Regions from separate parts of the Anser cygnoides genome. Here region 2 is linked to region 1. The links are chromatin contacts, called in public Hi-C maps. All regions are on one chromosome and are shown on one strand. Each heading gives the region's core, a stretch centred on a gene start, on an enhancer-like site or on the middle of the called end of the contact. The rest is flanking DNA. Distances are from core to core; before and after follow the strand shown. Region 1 overlaps LOC136791898 (a long non-coding RNA gene). Region 2 overlaps ARHGAP26 (Rho GTPase activating protein 26).

What was found. A called contact is a pair of places that touch in the nucleus more often than the background predicts.
Region 2: a contact with region 1 is called in a Hi-C map of liver, with 10 times the contacts expected there. The contact joins two enhancer-like sites. A contact is called at or near these places in 2 of 7 Hi-C or Micro-C datasets (both in liver).

The regions. Positions count from the first base shown.
Region 1 is chr14:1,157,936-1,165,540 of Taihu_goose_T2T_genome, forward strand. It overlaps LOC136791898 (a long non-coding RNA gene), which reads right to left. Exons shown (of 3, transcript XR_010834944.1): 3 at 5,972-6,696. Among named protein-coding and RNA genes, the nearest start is that of NR3C1, 20 kb to the right of the region's middle. Within about 2 kb of position 4,941, at least 1 of the 3 cell types and tissues checked has open chromatin away from gene starts, as enhancers often do. A contact at or near this core is called in liver, where this site is marked.
Region 2 is chr14:1,289,470-1,297,074 of Taihu_goose_T2T_genome, forward strand. ARHGAP26 (Rho GTPase activating protein 26) reads right to left here. Exons shown (of 25, transcript XM_067005447.1): 21 at 2,821-2,974. Among named protein-coding and RNA genes, the nearest start is that of ARHGAP26, 100 kb to the right of the region's middle. Within about 2 kb of position 4,837, at least 1 of the 3 cell types and tissues checked has open chromatin away from gene starts, as enhancers often do. A contact at or near this core is called in liver, where this site is marked.

The sequences.
Region 1 (7,605 bases), core at 3,691-6,190:
GCAATCGCCAAGGCGATCAGTAAAGCTAAGTGCAGAATTGTGTCAATAATGTGCTTGCTATTTCAGTGTTTCTGTGCCCCTTTCCTTAAAATATTTAACAACCTAATGGATACTGCACTTCAGTGGATGTGGATGTAATGATGCTCTTCTGGTGGCCAAGCCCTTCCGAGAGGCAAAGCAGCAGATGTCTGCGACGCCAGGAGAGCTCTTGCTGTGTGCGCCTGTGCCGCTGAAGGCAGAGGTGACCTGAAGGAGACAGCCCAGAGCCGCGCCACCTCTGCCAAAACCAGCACTGGCTGAACTCCGGAGCAGGTACCAGGCATTTGGCTGGGATGTGCCACCATGTAGCAGCTCTGTGCGTGATGCTGGGCTGCGGGACCAAACTATTCCCAAACTGTATTTTGTTCCTCACACAGACCTTTTCCCCTTGAAAACATCGTGCCCATCTGAACCCTGGTCCAGAGCGTGCAGGGCAGTGCTCGTCCCGCTGTTTCTGCTAGCTCTGCTGCCGGTTGCTTCCTTTCAGGGCCGGTTAGCTGGTAACCTCCCTGGCGTTAATCGCAGCCCCAGCAGCTGTGCCCCACAGAAGGGATATTTCACACACACAAAAAGAGCTCCTCATGGGCAGCAAAGCTCAGCAGTGCCCAAATATGCGGTGGTTGCATGAGAGGAGCAATGTTCTCTGTATCGGTGGTCAGGCATGACTCATGGAGACTCATGCGCTGTGAATGCGAGCTGAACGTCGGGGCCGGGGGTGCGGCTGTGGCTGCGGGCAGCTGGTGCCTTCGTGCGAGCCTCAGAGCGGCTCTGCACCGCCTGGGGACGGATCCTGCGCGCTGCTGCCCCGCGACCACCTCCCTCTGTGAAGCAGCAGTGTCATCTACGACTACCTTGTCGTTCTGGGCTGCAAAAAAAAAAAAAAAAAAAAGGCGAACTTGTTTAGAAATCAGAAGAAGCCAAGCCTTTTTATGTGAAGGCCACTGCTGTGTCTGGGTGCAGTACTTGGGTCCGTTATGGGGCCCTCAGCACCAAGGGAGCTCCGGGCCCCTGCAGCAATCACCAGTTTGCTCAGAGGTATGACTTACATGAGAGTAGGGTTTGAGAAATCACGTTTTGTTTTTTTTTTTTCAAAGAAACCAAACTGGGCTGTCTATATTCTAAAACTATTTAAGTGTATAGCAATTAAGTATGCACTGTAGAAAGAGCTATTTCAGTTGCAGAGTTAAGTCTCCTCTTGTTTATCTTGTTGGGCTATTGCCCATTGACAGACTATTGCCATGATTCATCATAACTTCACGTCTTGGAAAAGGTCTTTGCAGAAGCAGGAGTTGTGCATCAAGCCAGGTTCGAGCTCACCAGTCACGCATGATTTGCTGACAACATCCTGATTTGGCAAATATGAATTTCAATTATTGTAGCTCCTCAAAGGAAAAACAAATCTGAGATCTAGGTCAAAGATCTAGATTCTATCAAGTATTCCCACCACAAATAAAGTTTGTTAAGATACTGATTTAAATCATCTGTTCTTTTCATCTTTTTTTTCCAGGTCTAATTAGTGTCTCTCTAAACCCTTAGAATACATACAAATATGTATTACATGTTTAAATATATGTACATATGCATATATGTACCTATAATTTAGCTGGGCAAGAGCCTTTACAAGTATCCTACTACTACTATAAGTTTGGGGGGAAGGAAGGAAGGGAGGGCAGGCGAACTTCTACCAAAGGAAAAATTCTAGTATACGACCTGCAGAAACAGACCATGTTGGCTGTTAAAATTTATCGAAAAGCCCCTCTCTCAATGAATTGTGTACATTCTGTCCCTGAAAGATTTTAGAGCAACAGTGACCTTAGAAAGCTTTTGAAGAGAAGCCTTTTATATTTGAATTGGTATCCTGACATGTAATGAAGAGGTTGCCATGGCAGATATGTATTTTTGATGGAATCAGAGAAAATAAGTGAATAAACCATGTATGTCTGATTCATAAATTACTACTGCTCAAGGCAGTAGTAACCCCTGTTTACTGATATGCGACCAAAGCTTTTTCAGTGCAAAATCAAAAAAAAAAAGGAAGAAAGTGTATTAGACTAACTGATAAATTTAAGTAGTAATTTGAACCCAGTTAGGCTTCCTTTACCTTGCAGCTTTAGAAATATTTAACTACCATACCAAAAAAAAAAAAAAAGCTTTCCATGTAACCTCACAGAGAACATCAGCACCGATGGGTCCTTTGTATCACACTACTTCTGTTGGGGGGGATCCACACCGTATATACCAATAGCCCAAGAGCACCTTGTATTTGGCACTATTACCTGATTATACACGCATAAATCTGCTTATATAATTCTACTTGAACAGCAGTGAATTGTTTTGCCAGCGATTTACACTCTCCTGAGACCTTGCAGACCTACTTTAAAAGCTGACTTAACTCTTTGCGCTCTCAGCTGCATCTAGTTGAAAGTATCCTCACTTTTTTAGCTAAAATGTTGGAGTTTTGTTTCATTCAAAACATTCCGGTCATAGGAAGTTAGAAATTTTTGGTGGAAACTGTAAATAAAAATGTCCAGTTCTTTCACTGTGCTTTTCTTCATTGTACCTTTGCTGATGTGCAGCTTTTAGTTAATGAAGCCCTGTGGCAGAACTGTTTGAGGCGTTATTGAAAGTGAAGGTATTCGGGCCTTATCTTAGCAGCAGAGTAGCTGGAGACCCAATTCCCCGAGGAGAAAAAGTACGATCTGGCCTCAGGCTGGGAGTTGTGGACTATAATTGCAAAAGCAAAGAAAGATTTAATAAATAAAACTGGACAAGAAAATGTATCTTTGGTGGGAATTTTGAACTTTTTCAAACTGCTGACATTTCATTTGGAGATCAGCCTCCCCCTGACAAATGGCTTGGCTGGGATGTTTATCGTCAGAGTTAGGGGGAAAATACAAAAGGCCCAGGGAGGAGGGGGACCCCGATGTCCCCGGGGAGAGCTGCAGGCGAGGGGCTAGGTCGGTCCCGGCGAGGTGCTGCCCTGCTGGAAGGTGGCCACAGAGCCAGCACCGGCCGTGTACAGCGTTCCCTAAGCCATGCCCTGACTTCCCCAGCCTTCGCAGCAGACATTGGGGGTGCTGTGGCAGCACCTGGGCAGAGCGGCTGGCTTTGCTCAAGGTCAGGCAACCTAGAGATGCCGTTCCTTGATTTTCACGGCTGCTATTTAACAATGCAACCTCAGGCCCTGTAACTCTGTATCGACGGCCGTTGGCTTGTTTTTCATTGCATCGCAGCGCTGGATCTCTTTCCGATCGCTTCGCTGTCCGCAGGCTGCTCGCTGTCCGCAGGCCGCGACGCTCCTTGCCAGGGCCTCCGGCCCCAGCTCAGCACCGTGAGGCTGCCCCTGGCCGGGGGCTGAGCCCCTCCTGCGGCCCAGCCCTGTCGAAGCTTTTCAACAGCTACACTGCCACAGCAGTGGGAGCGATGCTTGGTCTGGGCTTCCAGTTGCTCTTGCGCTAAGTAGTTTACACATTTTCTCAAAGGTCAGCTAGGCAATTAACTTAGTAGTTCACAATGTCATTCAGCAACTATTTAAACTCTCATAAATGAAATGACTGTACTCCAAATGTTCCTTCCCCGTGACCCTAGTGTACTTTCTCTCGATTAACTCTTTTTGCTGCTCAGGATGTGTTCCAGGCTGCAGGCCTGCGCGGCCCGAAGAAGGCGCCGCCGTTTCCACCTTGCTCGCGGGCACCTTGCAGGCACCCGGCTGCCTTGCAGGAGGCATCACCTGCAGTCACTTCTGTTCCGTGGGCTCTCGGTGGCTGTGGGGTGCCCTGTGCGTCCGCTCTGTGCGGACAGAGCCTGGCCCAAGGTCATGCTGTGAGGCTGAGGACAGAGCTCCTGCCCTCGGCTGCTCCTCTACAGGATAAAACCTCGGGTGTCGCATCCTGCCGACCTCGGCGCAGAGGCCGTGCCCCTGTCATTGCGCTGCGGGAAGAGGAGAGTTTCGGTTCTGCTTCCCTTGCCTGACCTAATCCATGCTGTAAAGCACGTGGTCCTGCAAACCTGTGCGCTCAGGAGTACACATTTTGTACGTAGAGAGAAAAAGCCTTGGATCTGATAGATCCATCTCCTGACCCTCCTTTATCCTCACGGCTGCTTTATGGTCCCGGTGTCACAGTGCCACCGGATCGCGCACACACGGAGCTGACGGTGCCACGTGGCGGACCCGCGCCTTCGGGGAGCAGGCGGCAATTAGCACAGCCCTGGGTGGACACACCGGGGCCTAAACCTCAGCTTTATCGTAATTAAGGATGCTCCATCTAGTATGAAGTGGGTTAAATAGCAAAGGGAAGAAGAAGGGTAAGAAAGGCAAAGTGTTGTCATCTGTTGTTGTTTTTTTTTAAAGAACGGAGATGTCCTCTAGAAAAGTCCCATACAATTTTACTTAATTTAGCACCGTAGTTGGTATGGAAAGTTTTCAAATAATCTATAAGCTTGTTTCGAAAATATTAAGTGCTCTTAATGCTCTGATTGACTTCCACAGGGCAGCAGTTTGCCTGGATGGTGGAAATTTGCTACTATTATGTAATTTACAGAGACCAAACTAGGTCGTAGGTGACGAATCCATTGTTGTGGTTTTCTGTGCTGGCCAGTGAACCAGAACTATTTACAAAAACCTCTGCCCCAAGTAAAACAGTAACAAATCAAGTATTTACACGTTCAACACATTCCATATTTACAAGTTCAACACGTTCCATATTTACACGTTCAACACTCTCCGTGTTTACAAGGACGGAAGGATCGCAGCGGTGCGCGCCGTGCGGCAGCGGGCGCTGTGGTGGGGCGTGCAGCGACCCCCACGAGGGCTGACACGCGCACGCACACACACACACACACACACCCCACTGCCGCTGCCCACGCAGGGCCTGGGGTCAGTGGAAATTTGCTCTGGGCTCACGGGGAAACGGGCAGCAGCCGCGGCACAGGCAGGGACGGCGATGGCCTGCGGCGCAGGAGGCAGGTACGGGGCGGGGGGAGCGAGCTCGCAGCACCGGGGGGTGACCACCCTGCGGCCACCCCCCGGCACAGCCTGAGATGGGGTCTGGGCACTGGGGGTGGTCCCAGGGCTCCTGGTTCAGAGCACGGGGAGTTAGGCACGGACAGACAGCAGGAGGCAGTGACCAAAGCCTGTTCAAGTCCGTGGGCTAGCAACCCGGTCTGGTGGGAGATGGCCCTGCCCATGGCAGGGGGTTGGAACTGGGTATCTTTAAGTTCCCTTCCAACCCAAACCACTCCAAGATATAATTTTCTCACTAGCTTGCTGCTTCTTACATATTGTGGGCAGTTCTAAACCAGGCCCATTAGGACTATTACCACTGCGTAACGGGGTGCATGGTCCATGAGTTTTTTCACAGAAGGAAGCAACGCCTTTGCCCCTGTCTTTACTCTGCTCTGGGGGTCCAGCCCTCCAAAACTGGACTCGATCTGTTCCTGCCTTTTTCCTTTTTCTGAGCATCTCTGCGAGACTTCCCGCTGCCTGCGGCCACAGCTCCGAGCCCCCAGGCGTGGGATCCATGGGGCAGTGGAGTGGGATCTGCGGTGGGAGCCCCCCGCGGGGCAGCGCAGAGAGGGGCTCGCGGGCAGAGGGGGGGCTCAAAGGGAGCACGTGGCCTGGGGGGAGCTGCCAGAGGCTAACAGGAGGCGTTTAACCTCATTGCAGAGCTTCATTAGAAAGGGGAGGATGAACCAGCTGCTACATAGATTAACCATTAGAAGGTAAAAGCGACACCACCAGCAGAATTATTAAAAAGACTCTTATCTGGTTAGTGGGAGATTGTTTCTGGTAACTGAGAAATTACTGCGTAATGGGAACTGCAGGTTTTCCTGGAATTCTGGATGTTGTACAAAAACAGTTCTTTTCAGACCCAGCAGACACAAGCTAAGTAAAATAGGTTTTTCAAGTGGAAAACTGCCAATTATTCCAGATTGTTGTGATAGTTCAGTGATTCACACAAGACTTCGGTAGACTGTTAGTGAGAACTTCTTTTTAAAATGCACGACGGGTTACAAAGAATATTTGTGAATAAAGCGTTTTCATTTTGAAGTAAGTCAGCTACGCTGCTTTTTCTTTGCAGCGTGCCCAGCGGAGCCTCCTCGCGGAGGCCAAGCACCAGGCGTCGCAGGGGAGGGCGTACCCGCAGCCGGGAGCGCGGCCTCAGCCACTCCAACCGGCGGCAAGCTAGCTCTAAAAACAAACACACACCAAAAAGTGGACACTGATGTATGAAAGCTTGTAATCTGTGTATTAAAGACAGAAAGGCAATGAAGTTCCTGTTTTTTCCTGCCGAAATCTTGTTGACGTGCAAAGCACGTGCAGGCTGCGAGGCGCGTTCCGGCAGAGTGCTCTTTGCGGAGGCCTGGCCCTCCTGGAACCCAGGCAGAGTAATGGAAAACTACCCCAAGTCTCTGAGATTAGGAAGAAAAAAATATATGCTTAAAAAAAGGGGAATTAGGCCGAGGTAAGCTACTGTGTATCATCATTTGATTTAATAATTGATAAGGAGTTGTGCTGGTTCAGCAAGTCTTTCTGAAGGAGTTTAGGACAGCGCTTAGGCGGCAGGATCACCAGGTGATGCTTCCTGTCTTTGGTCCTTCTTTTTCCACTTCTATTTGAAGAGTTGTACAGATCAGCGAGCACTGTTGCTTGACTATCTGAAACACATAGCGTAGTACTTTGAGAGTGAAAAAAATGAAGCGTATAAAGCATATGAGTATAACAGGAATACAGAAAATCTGACAACGCTAAGGGATGAAGATGTCCGTTGACCTGAGAGTTCAGGCTGTTAGTCATGATTTATAAATGCAAAACATAAAAGAACATATTTAATTAGTCTGTGATTACATATTAATTACTTTTCTGTGGCATATACGCCCAGGAGGAATAAAAGGTCTCAGAGCAGAATGAGTCTATTTCCTTTAAGGAAATGAAACTGAAAAAAAGATAGATGCGTGCCAGAGGAAGCTGAGATAGGGTTTGCTCTAGTTAGATTTTCTCAAATACTGTTTGCAAAAAAATTACCCAGTGCATAAAACAACTTTTTGTTTTAGTCCTTGTGAGTTAAGATTAAAGGCAAAGTGGAAAATTAATCTTGTGACGTATCAGCAAGAGAAAGAGTGAGAAATGTAGTCACCCTTGGTTTGGAAAGACTGCACTGAAGTAGGCCAGTTCTTCAGAAATGGATTGAAAGCTGTTTTGTTTTTTAACTCATTGATTCTTATTGATGCTCATTTTTCCCAGTTGTGACTTCTCAATGTGTAGGTAATGTCTAACCCATACCTGGTTATCTCTATTTCCTAACAGATAGCAGGAAGCAAGGCAGACTTTTATTACCAATACATACCACTGTTCTACAAACAGGCTACCTTTCTGGGTGCTGATGCCTTCTCAAAGGGACTCAGTATGGGGACTGGGTGACAACAGCTAACACATTTTGCAGAGATTCCATGTGAAGATACAGTAATGTGTAAGTCATGAATGCTTTCCAGGCCTTCCAGAGCAGGGAGCAGTTCTAGGACCACAACCAACACTTTACATGCAAAGCTCGTTCCAGAACTCACACT
Region 2 (7,605 bases), core at 3,587-6,086, 130 kb after region 1:
GAGCACGGAGAGCAAGGCACCCTGACACGCTCCCTGATGCCGGGCACCCTCATTGTGGGTCCGGTAATTACAGGGGAGCACTGGAAACCCTCGCACGGCAGTAACAGATAATAGCAACCGGCTTCAGTGCCCAGAGCTGCCCAAGGCTTTGCAAAGCTGAAATTACCCAGCTGGTTAAAGAAACAGGGACGGCTTTATACAGGCATTATTTGTGCAGCGCCGCAGGGCAGCAAGGACAACGCCGCCGGGACACTGGCACCATTCAGGCAGCGCGCCCCGACCCCGAGAGCGCAGCCCGTGCACAGCCGCAGGGCAACGCGCTGCTCGCCGCGCTCCTGCCCCGGCGGCACTCCTCCTCGCCACTGCCCGTCAGCACCCGCACGGGGCAGAGGCGTGAAGCAGAGGAGCCCCGCACCTCCGTGGGCTGGGCACGGGGATCACCGCTGCCACCGCTCCGACCGCGGCTGGGGGTGACTCCGGTGACCGCCCCAAGCAGAGCAACCCCAACCATCACCCGACCCGCAGCCCTGGTGTGGAACCAAAACCACTCGCGCCAAGCCCTTACTTGTCTAAAAACGCGTGCTCCTTCCCCAGCGCCGAGCAAGCCCGGCAGCCTCCCTGCACACGCTGCTCTCCCCGGTCCCCCCCAAACGCCGCGTGGGGGCTGAGCACCATCAGCAGGCTCGAGCCGGCTACAAATAAACACGTGGAAACGATCTGGGTATGTTTAACCACCACAGCACTGCAGAGGAAATACAGCAATCAAATTTTCATGGGACTACAAATTAGGTTAAAAGCAAATATTTAAAGACAAACTAATGCGTTTCAGCAAACATTAAAACCCAGGAGCACAGATAAGTATGAGAACAGCATGGGCTCGTGCGGAGCAGACTCGGGCTGATGGGTAAGCAGGCACAGAGGCTGAAGAGACATCTATACATAGCATTAAAAGAGAATAAAATGAAGTCAAACACTTCATTTCTTATTGAAAGATTGGATTGGATTAAAGACATTAGATTTACATAATTGGGGTTATAGAGAAGAAAACATTTGCTTTGAGGTATTCACTTTAGACTCACTTTTTAACCTTTAGCTCGACCTTGACTAAAAGCTTGCACATTCCTGTGTGTGCAATCACTGGATGTAAGGAAAAATACCAAATGCCACAAACTTTGCCAGAGGCAGAAGTGCTGCCAGGGCTACCCTGCTAGGCACCGCTTCACTTTGCACAAGTGTAAAGGCCCCTTATGGGCCGCAAGCAAATGGTTCTGCTCCAGTCCGCTCACGTAGCTCTGGGTGACAGCAAGACGCCTCCGCTCCCCACAGCCTGAACTGGTTCGTTCTGCTGAGCTTCTTTACGACTTTCTTTAAAAAATAAGTTATTAGGAAGAGCAACTCTTGGAATTTGAAAAACTGCAAATCTGGCAAACAATTCCTTAAAGTCGCAACGAGACTCGGGCTCACAAACGTTGCTGCAATACGAGTCACATAATTTTCTTCCCTCGGAGGACAAATAAACTAAAAACATCCTGTTGGGGGCAACGGCATGTGACTGACCCCCAGGGCTTCCACCAGCAGCACGGGCACGAGACCCGCGCATCCCGCCCCAGCTCACGGCACACAACTCGCGGCCTTACCGCGGCTCCTGCCCCGCGGGCGCCGTTCCTCCCGCCCAGCGTCCTGCCAGCTGGGTTCGGCTTACACGAGGTCGGCTGGCTTGCTCGCAGGGTTTTAGTGGCAGCAGTGGCGATGGGAAAGAGATGGAGCTGGTGGGCGAAAGCCAGAGCCCTTCTCCGCCCAGACACTGCCAATGTGCACCTACCTTTGCCCGTCCCAGCGCTGTGGGGCTGAGGCCCCCCTGCGGGGCGCGGGAGCTGCACCCCAGACCCCAACCCCGTCCCCTCCCATCAACCAGAGGGACCACGGCCAGGGTCACTGGCCCACCCGGCACCAGCACCGGCACTGCACCGTCTCCACGGGTAGCCGGGAGAAAGCTGCTCAGGCCAAGCGCTCACCGCCTGCCCTCAAGGGGCTGGGGGCTTGCCCAGCTAGGTGGGAGGGGGCCATGCACGCAGCCCGTGGGGGGGCATGGAGGGAGGAAGGCCTCCCCTCACCGCCAAGGTCGCTGCGCACCACTGCCGCCGGCGGCGCAGCAGGGCCGATCCCGCCGGCCGATCCCCAGGGCCCGCGACGGCTGCCGGGGATCTGGGCAGATCTTCACGTGTGCGGGAGGGGAGGGAGGTTCTGTGGGAAAATGCGCCGGGGCCCAGCAGGGCCGCGGCAGGAAGGAAATTCCCCGCAGCAGAGCGGCCACTGGTGCGAGGGCTCGGCTGTGTCAAGTCCAGGGGACTTCATAAATAACTCGGCTGTCCCCAGGGAGTCATTGCTAAGGTCGCTATTTTTTCCCTTGAACTTTCCAGATGAAGGAAGCAATAGCAGAAGCAATGGCACAGATTTGGCTGGAGATCAACTGTACTGACAACAGTCATAGGATTTAACTCAGAAGAAAAGTCCTTTGTGTTTGCTGGAGTTATCTCCAGATGGGTCAAGCAGTTCAAACAGCAACGCGGAGCTCTGCTTGAAAAATATCCCACGTGCTCAAAATAACCAGGGCTGAGCTCACCAGCAGATCTAACCCGCAGCCACTAATCCCACCACTTAGGCAGAGTTAAAAATGCAGGACACATGCTAGGCGCCCATTAAAAATTAAAATGCTAAATTGTATTCTTCCACATACTGCTGGGATTCAGAGTAAGAAACAGCCCTGATTAAAGATTAAGGACAGAGAGCCTATAAAACACTAATTACTACCGTACTTACAGTGAATTTGGCCTGTTGGGTTTAATTACTTCTAGTTCAAGATCACTTGAGTTCAGGTTGGGCTGGGGAGAGCTGTTGGAGTTGAGGAAGCTGTTTGCATTTGAGGATACGACGGATTCCAGGCTGGAGTTGATGATACTGTTCCTATTCTCCTCTGAAAAACACCAAAACCCAAGAATCATCAGACACCACACATAGCTGCTATTGCTTAAAAAAGCACATACAGCTGCGAAGGCATATGGCATTCCTACTAATAATCCCTGCCCTACTGTAAATAGGGCAGTATCCTGCCAGATCCCCAATGGCAGGCAGTTAGCTTACAGTCAAATTTTCTGTACGTTGTACATCGATATACAATTATTACACCAGTTATTTTTTTATTGATGCAAGTACATTTTAAATGAATAATATTTTAAAGAAAATATGTTTTTGTTTGTTTGTTTTTCTTAAGGCATTAATATTTTATATTCCCAAAGACTTCCGAAGTGCTACATCACCTGAAAAAAATTAGAATGCAAACTACATACAGGAAGGAATGTCTCTGTGACTGAAATCGGCGACCACAGGGCTGAACGTTTGTGTGACAGAGCAGGATAACATTTTAGAAGGAGGGAAGGACAGATCACCCAGTTAAAGTTTATCTCAGCAAAGCAACGCTTCAGCCTAGGACGTGACAATAACTACTATCAGCCTTTTCTGGCCATGCCCAGCATCACAAGGCAGCACTGTTACAAACAGGGCTGAGGAGGAAGGGGAAAGGGTCTCCACTCTGCCTCGGTGCAGCTGCTCTGAGCGCTCCCAGCTCCGGCCCCGTGGCTCAGCCCCGGCCGTGGCACAGCACCGCACGGACACCGGCTGCACCGTGCCCGCCGAGACGTGGGCACCTCCCTGCCGCCAGCCTGGAGGTTTCTTGGAGTTTCTCCTTTCCCTTCATCACGCTCTGCTACGAGACTTCCCCCCTTATCTGTGTGACTTCAGCACCGAGGTGTGGAAACGTTACGTATCCCAAACCAGCCTCCGGCAGCATGGGCCCCCTCCTCAGCTCTGCGCTGAATTACCCCAAATCACATTAATTCATTTTCGTAAGGTGCCTTTTCCATATAAGCAGCAATTGTAGTTGTAATTGGGAGGAGCAATTATCATCACTGAAGGCATGGAGAGCAGCTCTATTGCAGAGAACTGCTCCTTCTGTGATGATGTTTTCCTGAAAGACAGGCACCTGCTGGAAAACACGCTGAGTGCTACTTCAATGATTAATCTTTCAGGGAAATTATTTTTCCTGTGCACACTAACATGATCAAATTGCTGCTGAAAAGCACGTAGTAAAAAAGAACCCCTCATTCTCAATCCCTTCAAATTATACGTCTGCTTGCATTAGAAGGCCAACATGCAACACTCATCTGCATCCTGTGCACGTTTAAAGAAGGATAAACGGCGTGAGAGGAACCCCTGAGCTATGCGGGTAGTTAAGACTGAACACCCAGCAGAGAGAAACCCCTCACATTTCTGTGAAATAGCTTGGACGCAGCGCTGTCTCAGGGACAGAGGAGCGTGGCATTGTGTAAGCCCTTTGCCACCGTTTCAAGGAAAAAAGATTACATGAGCAAAAGGTTCGCGGGTGCCAGGGCGAGGAGCAAAGTCTAACGCTCCTCGTCACGTTCGCTCCCCGGGGTCACTGAGTTCTCCTGGTTCCTGGGCAAAATCAGAGCGCTTGCAGGCAGCAAGGGGGCCCGAACTCAGCCCAGGTGATCTTCCAAAGATTAGACGAAGCCCAGGATGTGATATTTCTGTCGATCGATGTTAACAGGTTCCTGAAATCGCATGTCATTAATCTTGATCTCCAGCAAGCTGACAGGGGAGCAGGTATCTCAAACACTTCTCTGTCCCCTCCGCTGGTCCTGTGATGCACCCAGCTGGATTTTTTTTCCAGCCTGCCACCGTCTGTGGTGTTAAAAGGAAAATGCAGACGACCTCTTCAGCGATGAGTCATACAGCGGATCAAACAACGAGCCGTGCTTTCCCTAAACCACGTCAGAAAAGCTCACAAACAAGAGAGATTTCCCCGGAGTGCTGAATTTAAAGATATTTATTGGCCCACAGTTCCCGGCCAGCTCCAGCAGCAGGTAACGGGTTTGGGGCCGGAGGGCTGTGCAGGTGGAGGAGCCCAGCTCGTGGAGCTCCCCGTCTGCCCTGCCTCGGCCGGTGCAGTGACGGGGGCGCAAGGACGGGTGGAAGGAGAACACCAGCTTGCGCAGCGGCTGAGCGCAAGCCACACGGGGCAGCACGGTGTCTGGACACCAGACAGCAGGTCCCCGCACACCAGCATCTCCAAAACCAGGTGTCTGAAGGAAAAACTGTTGCTTCCACTCCAGCACCCTGGGGAGCTCAGGGCGAGGCTGCACCAGGACGAAGAAGCTGGTTCTGCGTGGCAGCACCACCGCCAGGAGCCGTGCGCCACGTGCAGCACAAACACCGCTCGCTCCCATCAACGGGGGTGAGGCATCGTGCTTGCAAGGAGCTTCTGCCCCCCAGTTGTGCTGAGGGAGGTATAAACCCTTTGTGGCGGAAAAGATTATCCAGAAGGTAAGAAGAAGCAAAAGTGAAGAAAAGCAGAGGCTGAGCTCTCCAAACGTCAACTGGGGGACAGAGCAGCCAGCAGACGAAATAAGAGAGAAATCCACCTGCCGAAGGACCTAAAAACCCCCACATCGGTCCTTGATCTTTGCACCCGACGGTGCAGGTTTCTAAGCCGGTCTGTGCCTGGCAGGCCCTGGCGGTGTGCCGGCAGCACTCCCGACAGCGGCCCCGCCGCGGCCCCGGCAGCGCAGAGCTGCGCCCTGCAGCGCCTTCGGCCGCGACGTCCGGTTGTTTCCAAACATTTTCTGCCCAAGGCTGAAGTCCGAAAATAAGCTCTGTAAGCCTAACAAATCAGTGTCAATTGCCTGTGTAATCTCAGACGCAGCTACCAGCCAACACTGAATTAAAGTCGCTATCAGCCAAGGAACTGGAAGTGTTTCATCTGCAGAGGATGGGAGATGAACGGCAGGATCGGAAACCATGCCTTTATTTTATTTCCTCCTTTTTAAAAGGCTGAGATTGTGTTTCGCTTCATGATTTTAACAGCTTCAGTGAAGGATTCTTCGCTGTGGTACTTAATTTGTTCTTATTGCTACAGGAGCAGGACAGCCGAGCTGCCGCAGCACTGCCGAGGCAGAGGAGCCGCTCTGCAAACCACCCATGCCGAGGTCCCACCTTGCCGGGTGCCAGAGCAGCGACCTGGGGCCGGGAACCCAGCTCTAGGGCACCTTGATAACCCTCACAGGGACCGCAGAAGGGATGACAAAAGCACTCTGCATAACAAAACACGAGCAAAGTGCCAAAACACCGCTTATAAGGAAAAACTGATACGGAACAAAGTGGCGTATTCCTGTGTTAACCCTGCTTGTTTCACAATATCCACTCGGTTCCTGGGTCACACTTGACCCAGGTCAGTTGTGGGCAAAAATGTGGGCATTTAACAGCAAAAAAAAAATCATTATAATTATCTAATCTACTCTCTTGCGTGATCCTGTGTGTTGAACATGATAATTTCTGCGTTACGCATAGCTTTGTATGATGAATCTCAGTGAAAGTTTTAGAAAGGTATTCTACTTCAAAGAACAGATTTCAAATAATGGAAAATTCACTGCCCCACTTATCTCCTTCTTACGGCTAAATTGCCCTCGGTATTAAAAAATGTGCACTCTGCTTCAGTTCTGAACATGCCTAGCTGCAACTTCGAGCTCTTGGATCTCACCGTGCCCCTGTTTCACCGAGCAGACTCCTGCGGCCGGTACCCCTGCTGTGTTCAGGGCTCCTGAGCCCCCTCCACCTCTTCTGACCCAGATTTCCAGGCACAGGCCCCCAGCTGCGCGCCCCTCCTGCGCGGAGCAGCTCTGCGCGGGGCGGGCAGAGCAGGCGGCTCAGGAACAAACCCCGGCCAGCGAGCGAACCTCTGAGCACCAGCAACACAGCTGCAAACACAGCCGGCGCTGGGAAGGCTCAGCGCTTGCCAAATAACCCCAGGCACCTTGCTGCATTTAAGGATGGTTAGGACAAATCCTGCAAGCCTGCATGGCTGGAAAGCTGCCCCCGCTCATCCCGTGATGCGCGAGCGACCCGCACTCCCACAGCCCTCTCACCGCCTTTCAGACCGTGAGCAGCTGTGGCCAGGAGCAGGAAGAACCGTGCTGTCTGGGAGCCCCAAAAGCAGGGCTCTTTCTGTGTCCCAGCTCTGGACAGGGGCAGCGTCTGCTGCTTCTCCTCGGCTGCCCTGGCTCCAGCTGCTGCCCCAGCCCTCGTGCTTCAGCCCACAAACACAGGAGACTGCAGACCGTCAGGAGGAAAGCTGAGAAAATATTGCTTCTCATGAGGGTAAACAGCTACAGAAATAAATAAACGAACTCGGTTCCTCTTCCAGGCAAGCTGAGGACAGTACACGAAGGACCTGGCAGCCAGGTGACTCCAGCATCTACCAAACATCTGCTGAGTTATCAGCAAATAAACTGATTAGGCTGAAATTTTCCAAAAGCAGATGCTGATATTGAGGGTTCCACTGACAGCTGTGGGACACACTATTTCCAGCGTACACGTCGGTACCACCACCACTTCCTAAATCCACACGTGTTGTTAGGACATCCTCCAAAATGGGAGCGCATGGACCTTAACGGGAACTCAATCAGAGGCAGGGAAGCCCCAATGTTTGGAGAGTCAGAAAAGCAAACAGCAGCCTCTCTGCTGCGTTGC